Regions from separate parts of the Cricetulus griseus genome. Here all the other regions are linked to region 2. A link is a contact called in public Hi-C data. All regions are on one chromosome and are shown on one strand. The core of a region is the stretch at or near the end of the contact, and the rest is flanking DNA. Distances in the headings are between cores, read along the strand shown.

Evidence for each region. Hi-C and Micro-C count contacts between places; a contact is called where the count stands out from the background.
Region 1: a Hi-C map of fibroblasts shows a contact between it and region 2, with 2.8 times the contacts expected there. The contact joins two enhancer-like sites. A contact is called at or near these places in 2 of 8 Hi-C or Micro-C datasets (the CHL-YN cell line and fibroblasts).
Region 3: a contact with region 2 is called in a Hi-C map of the CHL-YN cell line, with 5 times the contacts expected there. The contact joins two enhancer-like sites. A contact is called at or near these places in 6 of 8 Hi-C or Micro-C datasets (the CHK-Q cell line, the CHL-YN cell line, the CHO-K1 cell line and 2 more).

Annotation. Positions count from the first base shown.
Region 1 is chr2:234,849,877-234,853,460 of CriGri-PICRH-1.0, forward strand. No RefSeq gene overlaps it. Among named protein-coding and RNA genes, the nearest start is that of Ctdp1, 14 kb to the right of the region's middle. Within about 2 kb of position 1,970, at least 2 of the 6 cell types and tissues checked have open chromatin away from gene starts, as enhancers often do.
Region 2 is chr2:234,740,701-234,744,396 of CriGri-PICRH-1.0, forward strand. Nfatc1 (nuclear factor of activated T-cells, cytoplasmic 1) reads left to right here. Exons shown (of 10, transcript XM_027403689.2): 10 at 2,407-3,696. The coding sequence ends at 2,409. Among named protein-coding and RNA genes, the nearest start is that of Nfatc1, 110 kb to the left of the region's middle. Within about 2 kb of position 1,936, at least 1 of the 6 cell types and tissues checked has open chromatin away from gene starts, as enhancers often do.
Region 3 is chr2:234,617,739-234,621,327 of CriGri-PICRH-1.0, forward strand. No RefSeq gene overlaps it. Among named protein-coding and RNA genes, the nearest start is that of Nfatc1, 18 kb to the right of the region's middle. Within about 2 kb of position 1,718, at least 1 of the 6 cell types and tissues checked has open chromatin away from gene starts, as enhancers often do.

The sequences.
Region 1 (3,584 bases), core at 720-3,219, 110 kb after region 2:
TTCAGGGCTACAGAGTGAGACTCCACCTCAACCAGAAATAAATCAATACTTCTCATCACTAGTAGGACAGTCAGGTAGGTGGTGCAGTTTAGCTCAGCGGCCTGTGTCTTCTCTGGGCTTCCTGCTGGAAAACCGGTCATGACTCTTAAGTGTTGTGGATCAGAACACGGCTTTGGTGGGGTAAGGGAACAGGCCATCCCTTTCAAATGCATGCCACTCACTGACTTTGTGTCCAAGTTCCCACGTGGTACCCATCCCCTCCCAGAAGCCTGTTAGAAAAGCTTAGGAGAAGTGCAAAATGGACAACCACAAGAAGGACCAAAAAGAATGACACAAGGGAAAGGAAAGTCAAGATGATGGAGTTTGATTGTTTCAAAGTCAAGAAAATGATGAACAGAGTAACCAAGAATGAAGTTAAGAAACACAAAAGGAGGTGATGCGGGAAGCTTCTCCTGGACCCACGCTCCAAAAGAATGTCAGTTGTTCTTGTGGCTATAGCAACAGTTGGCTATAGTAACTGCTACTGCTGCTAAAGCTAAACTATCAACCGATAAGCGCAATGGGGACAGGCAAGAAGGCCCTGCCCAGGAGGCCACAGTCCAGAGGGCAGTGACTCCTCTTAAAACTCAAAAGGGTCGGAATATTCCAGCCCAGAAAGCACCTGCTCCGAAGGTAAGAAAGCATGAGACGCCGGGTGTTGGTGGCGCACGCCTTTAATCCCAGCACTTGGGAGGCAGAGGCAGGCGGATCTCTGTGAGTTCAAGGCCAGCCTGGTCTCCAGAGCGAGTGCCAGGATAGGCTCCAAAGCTACACAGAGAAACCCTGTCTCGAAAAACCAAAAAAAAAAAAAAAAAAGCATGAGACGTTTTTCAGAGAACTGAAGGTTCTTTTTGGGAAAAACAAAACAATTAGCTGGAGTAGAATACCCAGAATTCCAAAACCAAGTCACGAAGGGCTAACCTTTCCTGAAATATAAAGATGTGCCTTTGGTGGGTTTTGAAAACTGCAGTAAAAATACACAGACTGTCCAGTGTTCCATCCTAAGTAGTTCCAGGCATCCAGTTCAGCAGTGGGTGTACATCTACATGACTATGTAGCCAGCCATTGCCACCACCCATAGAACTCTTCTATCATATATAGATGAAACTCTGTCCCCATTAAACTCTGTGCCCCTCGGCAGCCACCATGCTACTCTGTCTCTGTGAATTTGGAGAAATCACATATGTGTACCCCTTTTTGGCAGGCTTGTCACAATGTTCTCAAGGATCAGCTGTGTGTTGCCTATGTCATGTTTTTTTTTTTTCCTTTTTAGGGAGGAAGACTGTTCTGTAGTGTGTGTTTGCCCACCCATCTATTGATGGGTAAAGTTCGGTAGCATCTTGGCTATTTTGAACAGTGCTGCTGTGAACATGATGACAGGACAACCTCCATGAAACCCAGACTTCATTTCTTCAGGTCTAAACTCAATCTTCACTGTATCTTAATAAAGGATTTTATTTCCTTAAGCCTTTTCATAAAATATTTTATTTAGTTGAGATGTATCTGTAAAAAATATTTTTCACATTTGTAACTACAGAATCCTCTAGATAAGCTTTCTGCTAATAAATACTCCAGGACTTAAGAGAGCTATGGAATGGAGGAGAGGAAAAACAAAGGGAGAGAGGAGGCAGGGCAGGTAGGGTTTGAAAGGGAGGTGTAAAACCCTGACCACATCCCAGGGCTGAGCTCTTCCTCCACCATCTATAAGCCTCTTCCTTTCTACTCTCCTGTGTCCCTGTTAGGACAAGCCGGGTCTTTCTAACTTCCATTCAGCCTTGGGCTCCTTCCGTCCTCTGAAACTGTCCACTGTAATTTCTGGAACATGATGGCACCCCTCTCAAAAGCTGTCCTCACTTTGCTCACTATGTAGAGAGGCATAGGGTTTTGTTTGAAGGATGTGATAAACACAGAAAAATAAAGTCCACATTGCATGAGTAATATTTGAAGATACAATTGTGCCACAGTGTGGTGACACTTAAGAATGCAGACCCGAGAACCCCCATCAGTGTGGGTGTGACAAATTTGCACAGTCATGTACATCATGCCATGTTTGGAGTAAACGGATGACAGCAATGTCCCACCACCTCCCTGAAGGCTATGGCTTGTGTGCTGCCTAAGATGAGATGCGCTGTGACCAGTGCTTGCTAATCTACTCGGTCCCTCGGTAAATGTTTCTAAAACATCTTTTCTATTCTCCCCCAAGCTCTGTGGGCAGATGCTTAACAACAGATAAACCCCCTCTATGAAACAGCATTGTGCAAACTGACTGTCCACACAAGCAGGAGAGGAAGTGTGGGAATGCCTACCCCAAAACCTGCAACGGTGCTGAGAAGCAGCCCTAGCAGGCCCACATCCCCCCCCCATCTATTCTCCCAGATAAAGCAGGTGGCAGCCCTGCCTGAAAGCAGCCACACACAGATGTGTTCGAGCAAAGGCAGAATCATTCTGAGACAGGGTAACAGACTCAAAGAAAATCTATAGATGACCCATAGATGAATACATTTGGTAACCTCTTTGGCAAGTATTGACTGCTCAGAATTTCTCTTTCTTCCAGGAGAAAATGGGAATAATAGTATAATATGGTCACTAAAATAAAATAACCCAAGAAGTCTTGGGAGCCTACACATGTGTACCTACATGCATGCATACAGATACACTCACATGAGCATGCAACATTCCATGGAAAGGGGGAGGTAGTTGGGGGACAAAGAGAGGCCTGTCTGCTCCTCCTAGTCCTGAAGCAGAAAGAAGCTGGAAAACCCCAAGGGATTCACTAATCTGATTTTCAAGTTTCGGAGAATCTAGCTAAGCCTCGTGGATGGCTGTGTAGCCCACAGGTCCTACATCACCCTTCCTCTGCTCCGACTGAGCCCCCAGTGACACTCATAGCCCCTAGCTCACACGGATAGGTCCCTAATTCCATAAAGAGCTGCTTCCTGATTGTGTTAGCTGCGTGATGAAGTTCCATCATCCTGGGGCAGGCCTTCCCTTCGCTTATCTGATGGCATGAAGTTAATCAACGGCTGCCTGCTTCAGAGGCCTGAGAGAACAGCAAGTGAGGTGAATTATCATGCCCCTGGTGTGAAGGATCTCAGATACCACATCAGACACTAGTTTCTATCTGCTTCCAGACACGATTCCCACCACACTGAGTTAGAGGCTGCCCTCCCGCATTGTCCATCACCAACACCTGCGACTCCCACCCACAGCCTTGCCCCTCACACAACAGGAATACTATCACACCGGATCTCGTTTCCCTCACATTAGTGTGTTGTTATTTCGAGGCAGTGTCTCACCGTGCAACTGTGGCTAGCCCAGAACTCACTGTGTAGACCAGCTGGCCACAAACTCACAGAGATTCCCCGGCTTCTGCCTCCTGAGTGTAGAATTAAGGGTGTTCGTCATCATACCCAGTCTCCAGTACGTTATTGTTCAACAGTCTTTTCTTAAAAGAAATTTAGTCTCATCCTCAATAACATGAGTAACTAGCTAAACGTGATTCTTTCTAGGACACATTCAAAATATACATAATCAGTCAAGCATAA
Region 2 (3,696 bases), core at 686-3,185:
GTTACAGGTGTGCATCCGCACCGGGTTTTTAACATAAGCACTGGGGATTTGCACTCAGGTCCTGCCACTTGAACAGTAAATACTTTCCTCACTGAGCCTTGGCCCCAGCCCCTCCCATCCTTCATCGTTATGCCCCATTATTACCCCTTAGACTCTCGCTTCTCACCACTGCTCCTTAGACTCCCCCTGCTCCCCCCAACATTATTTCTTATCATCCTCTCCTCGTTACTATTCTTCAAACTTCTTTTCACCAGTAAGCACTGCTAGTGATTGGTCTGCTGTTCAATCCAAACTGTGATCTAAATGGGCAATAAGATGCTGACTCTCTTAGTGTTATATGTTTGAGTGGTGTCTTGATTCTTGCACGGAGCTCAGTCAAAACGTATTTGGAACCCATGGGGTTGCTTCTGCCTCTAAGTGGTGGCTCATCTCCAAGTCTTGGCGTTTCTTACTCCACAGACATCTTTCCTAGCGCCACATGCCCACCTGCCACTCAGCGATGGTCACCAATCCAGAGCCCCAGGTGGGGTGTTTGTCCTAACTTTACCCTGACCTGGGAACCCAGCCTGGGCAGTGAGTACCCAAGGCCCTAATGCACTCAAAGCTTCGAGACAGCATGAGGCAAATGGGACACCCTGGCAGTTAGACGCAGCAGTCTGTCACCGAACAGAGATGGGTGTGGCACAGTGGAGGGGGCTGTGGCTTGTCTCTACCTCCACACAGAAACCCTCTGCACACAGCATTCTGCTTCGTCAAGTGTCTAAGCCCTTCTGACTTCACCCCAAGAGATCCTAACTTCAGGCAAGCCCCTTTCCACCTTAAAAAAGGAAAGAAATTTGTGGTCTTTCTCTGACACTGATGAAGTTTAGAATGGACAGGTATGCCTTTTACAGGAGGGCTACACAAGCGAAAGGGAAAGAAGAATTACGCGCCCCTGTCTCAGGGCATCCCTGCTGAGGAGCCACACGTAAAGCTCAGCCAGGGATGTTGGCAAGAGAGTCGTGAGAAAAGCATGAGGACACAGAAGGGACGTGGGACTGTGGCTTATACTGCACAGAGCAGACGCCCTTGATCCTCCCGGGGCCCCTGCTGCCCGGCTGCTTCTCAGGGCTGTGCAGCAGCCCTGCACCCACACCCCAGCATCATGGAAAATGTTGGTAGCTAAGGAGCTACCAGGGCAAACTCCAGGGACAAGCTGAGTCCTGATTGCTGGTCCCAGACCAGCCTGCGAGCACCTGGGCCTTGTTATTCCTCATTAGTGGCTGTGAAGTCACAGGGCCAAAGGGAGACTGCTTGCCTTCTGGTATTTTCCACACTAAAGAATGAGCCCTCTCCATAGTCTGCTGGGTCCTGTGGACAAGGATCAATCCTGGATCAGCACGGAGGGGCTCATGAGTGCCTACCACCACCGACGAAGCCAGCCAGGAAGCAGCCACAGTTCATCTTTGAAAGTGTGACTCTTTCGGGAACAGCAGACACACCCTAGGCAGGGCAGCTCAGGAGTGCAGCGGTGGCACTGGTATCGGGAGCCTTGCTCTTGTGAGTGTCTTGCCAGGCAGCCCCTTTTGGGCGAGCCTGGGCTCTGTTTGCCGCCAGGCTTCCTTCTGCTGTCAGTTTCTGCTATCAGTTCCCATGACACAATTCCTGGTTCCCCCAATTGCATTTTATTATTGTTATTCTTAAAACTATTGCTGGGGAAGGGGTGTTGAAAGGCAGTTTAGGGAAGGGAGTGGTGATGAAATGCATGCCCCCCTGATGGCTCCAGGAAGCGTCCTCAGACAGGCTGGGGCCTCCATCAGTGAGCTCCAGGGGCTTATCTAGATGCAGGGCGAGTGCTCCAGCCCATGGGGAAGGGAAGCCTGGGTGGTTCCCTGACGTCAGCATGGGTGCCCTGCCTTCAAACTCTGTTGAAAAAATGGGACGTGGTGACAGCCGCCCAGTGACATTTCCTATCTCAGTGTGGATCAGGTGGTTGGGCAGAAAGAGGCAGGGTAGAGAGGGAGGGGTGTTGGGCTGTTTGCTGGTGATGGCCTTCCCTAGCTTCTGTCATTTCCTGTCCATCTGCCAACAATCACACAGTGATAGTGGCCATCACTGGCTTGTGGGGGCCACTGTGACTTGACCCTCTTCAGAAAAACAAATGAAATGTCCCAAACAAAGGGAGGCTCATGAACAGCCACTGAGCACACTCCAGGGGATGTTGTAGTGTGTCAACATTTTGTTTTACAAACTTCGGGGATATCTGGAGTTGACTCCTGCCCCAGAGAAGGTGTTCTGGAGCATCTAAGCATCACAGACGGAATATAACCCGTTAGAAAAGTGGTTGTTGGCATTCCCTGCTATTAACTTGGAAGTTGGCAGTAAGGAACCATTTCCCTAAAACTCTTTCCTCTCATTCTCTTGCAGTAAATGAAATCATTCGCAATGACCTCTCCAGCACGAACCCCCACTCCTAATTCAGCACGTTGGAGCTGGCAGAAGCTGTGTGGAGTTGGCTCTGTGCAGACAACTAGGCTTCAGCAAGCAAGACTTTGATGAAATAAACTGAACACACATCTGGTACCACTCAGAAATCCCAACTCACTGAATGCAAGGAGCTTATGTCTGAAGAAGTAGCTCCCTGACAAGGATTGAGTAGAAGAGGAAGCCACTACAACTCTTGAGAGAAAAGTCATCTCAAGAAAAGAGAAGGGCTGGCCAGTGAGGCCAGGGGCAGATGCTAGCCCACGGAAAGAAGGCCTGTGTGGCAGCCTGACCCTCCTGCCCACTGGAGTAAAACACTGGAAGTGCCTTATTTCATCCTACCACCACGCCAGGGCATTGTGGAAGCAAGCATTGAATTTTCTACCATAAGAGTATTTGTAGGAGCCAAAGTTATTAAAAACAAAAACAAAAACACAAACAAAAAAACTTTGTTAGGAGCCTTTATCCTTTGTACTAATTGATAGGATTCTGGTCAGCTCTGGCTTCCTACTTATTTCTAACTTTCCTGGCTGTCCTACACAATTTGCCTGCCTTATCCAGTGCATTTTAGAGATCTTCCAATTGTCATCTCAGCTCTTTCATAATGAGATTCCCTCCTCCGTGTGACTAAAACCATAGGTTTGTTAATAATAGCATGCTGAGATTTTTGTTCTTAATCTGGCTTCAAACATAGCACAAGGAAGTTGATCAGCACAATACAGGGCCCTGGACAGAGCAAAACATGCCTGCTATGGGACAGTACCTTGTGTTTGCATGCTTGTACATATAGACATTTATTTATGTATAGATATTCAAGAACGGAGATGATGATGACCTGTCCAGGCCCAGCAGGGCTTCCATGTTAGCAATAATGAGTGTCCACCTTGAGAATGCACCTCAGAGTCCAGACCCCATTTTCCAGCACCTTCCATCAGGGCCCATCACCCCTGCACAGACAGGGCCTGTCACCCCTGCACAGACAGGGCCTGTCACCCCTGCAAAGGCAGGGGGCATTTTCGTATCTCATGCAGTTACTGAGCATTCTAGGCCGCAGTAGAGCTGTGCTCAAATGCCCATAGGCTACCAAATGGCCAAGTCTGAAAGTGGTTGTAAATAACATTACAAAAGGAGTGTAATATATTTGTTCAATTATAAGATTATTATTTCACAGAAGCCTTATAGCTCTCTGCTTCATCTGAGAAAACAATTACCAAAAAACGTTTCTATATGCAG
Region 3 (3,589 bases), core at 468-2,967, 120 kb before region 2:
GTGCACAGGTAAGCAAGTGGATAGCCACCGGGTGACTGGATGGATCAGTGCGTGGGTAGATGGCTCAGTGGATGGTCCGTCCCTCAGTCCAGTGGAAATGAGTGGATAGACGTATGGAGAGACAGATGGAATGGGTGGGTGGATGCTGGGTGATGGGCAGTCAGGTGAGCCAATAAATTTTGATGGCCACATAGCATTTCAGCCTAGGACCACCATGCTTTGTCAGAACAGTTGTGAAGCAGAGAGGGCCTTGCCGTGTTCCCACAGAACGGTAACTTTGTTAAAGTGACCTCTGGTTCCTTCCTGTTGTGCCCAGAGCCCAGCAAAGAGGCTGTAGTAGAAGTACTCAGGGTAGCCAAGCAAGCTGCTTGCTGCTCCACCTCTGAGGAAGGCCTGGGACCTGTCTTCAGGGGCATCAACCAGGTATGGTCAGTGCACCAGAGGCACTGTCACAAAAGATGACAGGTGACCCAGATGGGCAAAATGCAAAGCGAACTACACCCCAGACTGACATACAGTGGGCAAATGGATGGGGCTAACAGGAGGTGGCATGAAGCCAGGTGGCCATGGCAGTATCACGCACAGTAGACTGCATAATAAAAAGCATCCCTTAGGACAAAGAGAGCACTTGGTGGAAGTTCTGCTAAGGTAAAGAGGACATGTGAAAGAACACTCTGTTCTTGGGAGACCAGTTGCCTTCCTAAGCACAGCTAGCTGATATAGTTTACTTTTTTAAAGATTATTTTCTCTATGTATCCATATGGTGTGTGTGGTAGATGCACAGGGGTGTGCAGATAGCACACCCGTGCATATGTGGAGACCAGAGGGGTATCAGGTGGCCTGCTGCATCACTCTCTGCCTCAATCCTTTGAGACAGGGTCTCTGACTTGACCTGGAGCTAGGCTGGCAGCCAGCATGTCTCAATGCTTCTACCATCTGCCTCTCATGGCACTGGGGTTACAGGTGCAAACAAGCACACCTAGATTTCCATGTGGGTGTTGGGGCTTGAACTGAGTTTGTGCTTACACAGAGAGTCCTGTTACCCATTGAAGCATCTGTCCACCTCTGTGGTTGCCATCCATCATCAGCAGCTAACATGGAAGGAGAGAGAAATGAAGGTGATGCTGTCAGCCCATCACACCAGCTAGGTGCCCAGCCACTGCAGAAAACACAGCAGAGGAACCCCAAAGAAGCCCAAAGCCAGACCAAGTAGGCATGCTTGACACATGCCTGTAACTCCAACACTTCAGAGGCTGAGGCAAGAGGATTATAAATTTGAGGACATGAGAAAGCCCTGTTTCACAAATCAAATGACCTACTTCTAAAAGTGGCAGAAAAAGGAAAGGAAAAGGACTAGAGAAAATTTAAACTATTTCAGTGTAATGAAAATGTCAAGATTTGAGAGACACAATCAAAGCCATGCTTGAGGGATTTATAGGTTTAAATGCTTATATGAGAAGGGAAGTTTAAAATCAAGACTTCTGGGAAACTAGGGGGAAATAGCAAAGCAGGCTTAACCAGGAAGCAAAAAAAAAAAAAAAAAAAAAAAAAAAAGTTCCGTTGATGAGACACAGCAGCAGGTGAGTATAAAAACACCTGAGAAAATCAGGGACGTGGGAAGGTTCATTGTGTTCATAGTTTCTGAGGTGTCCGCCCATAGTCTGGTGAAGCATAAAATCACATGGGGAGTTTGTGATCACTAGATCAACACTGCACTCCTGGGGTGGACAGGAAGGGACCAAGGTTCACAGACACCCTTCATCCTGGGCACACCCCTAGCGGCCTAAGCTCCTCCCTCTGGGCCCCATCTCTGACTAGGTCACACACTTCCCCACAACACTGTCTGGGAACCAAGCCTTCAATAAGCAGCCTTTGGAAGGAACCCTGCAGTGACATTCTTGGGACTCACAGGATGGGGAGCTGAACATTCTGTGACAGGCAATAGCAGCACTATAACCCATCATTGTGGGCCTTACGGTATGTGCTAGACAGGGGCAGGGGTCTTCCCCACAACTTACGGTTTGTTAAACTTCCTGTGAACCTATATTCATAGGTCTCATGAGAAACATTCTGCTGAGTGGTCACATCAGAAACATCAGACCCCCTGGCCGAGTGTGGGAAGTGAGCTCAGGCCTGGACAACAGCCCTTCACATTCCTCTGGGTTTTCTGGAAGGAAAGCCAGTCGACCTCAAGCAGATCTGTTAGTGACTGTGATGCATGGCCTGCAGAGAGCTCCCATGTGGTTCAGTATCTGCGACCCAGCCCAGATGGGAAGGATCTGCCTGGGCCAGGGATCCTATGTCTTAGGAAATGCCCACCTGCCAAAGCTTCCAACCATGTGTTGCCAAGGGACAGGACTCCCCAGGGTACCAGGAGGGAAGACTGCTCAGTGGTCACTTTCCCCAGGGTCAGTCCCACAGGTCTTCTGCAGAATGCTCTTGGACCCCATAAGGATGTTGTCCTTATGCCTCCTCTTGCCCCACCACTTAAGGAGTTTGGCACCTCCTGCCACTGGCACCCTTGAAGGTAGGACTGGCCTTTCAACCCCTCATGCCTCAGGAGGACAGCATGGTGTCACAGACATGCTTGGAGAGTGCAGTATCAATAATTAAGGACTGGAGAAACTGAGGCACAGAGTTTAGGGGGTTTCTCAAGAGTGAAAGGAATTGAACTGACCTTGTATGCAGGTACATGTGTGGACCTGGCTGTGCCTAGTACACTGCTTCTCAAGCCACAAGGCCACATTCATGTAGGTCCTTAAGTCATCCTCACTAGTACACCCAGGCGCATACAGAAACCCTGAAAGGAGTGGGATGGGAGAGGTCATATATGGGCATAGATAAGCACCTTTGTCTGCCCCACCATATCTGCACCCTGCAGCCCCCAAGTACTCCAGTCAGGGGCTCACGGCCCGGGTACCAGTCAACCCTGGCCTCTCCACCCTTCTCATCCAAGACTGGCTGACCTTCACATCCCTGTATAAAAGCTACCCCACTACAAACAACTGCACAACCATGCTAAGCCCTACATTATCTCTTCAGCTCCTTGCAAGTGTACACAGGATTTAGCAGAAGCCACGATGGGACTTCTGTTCTGTCCTCTCCCCTGTCCTGACTTTGGGCATTGGTCAGTGACTTGACAGAGTGGGGTGTCAGTCTTGGAAGGACCAAGCTCTGGATTCTAATGAGGCACATGACACCAATGTGTGTCATCACTTGGTGTCTTTCAGCCGTGCATAGATGTCAGGTTATGAAATTCCTTCTCTCACTACTGTGCCTCCCACGGTCTGCATTGCGCCTCAGAGCATGGGTGTAATTCCAGATTGTCCCAGGAGAGGGCAATAGAAACCAAGAAACAGTGCTTTCAAGTTGCTCTGGATGCCTAGGCTTTGGTGGAGTTAGTCAGCTAATAACACAATGAGTACTCTGGATGCCACGTCTTCCTGGGGTCCAACAAGGGCTCCTGGCTTTGCTCTGACAGAGGAACATGCTGCTGCTCACAGACACTTGCGTGCAAATGGCATCTGGTTTTGCCTCTGCAGTGGGGCCTCGGTGTCTGAGCTCTAAGTGCCTGGTCCTTATGTGAAAA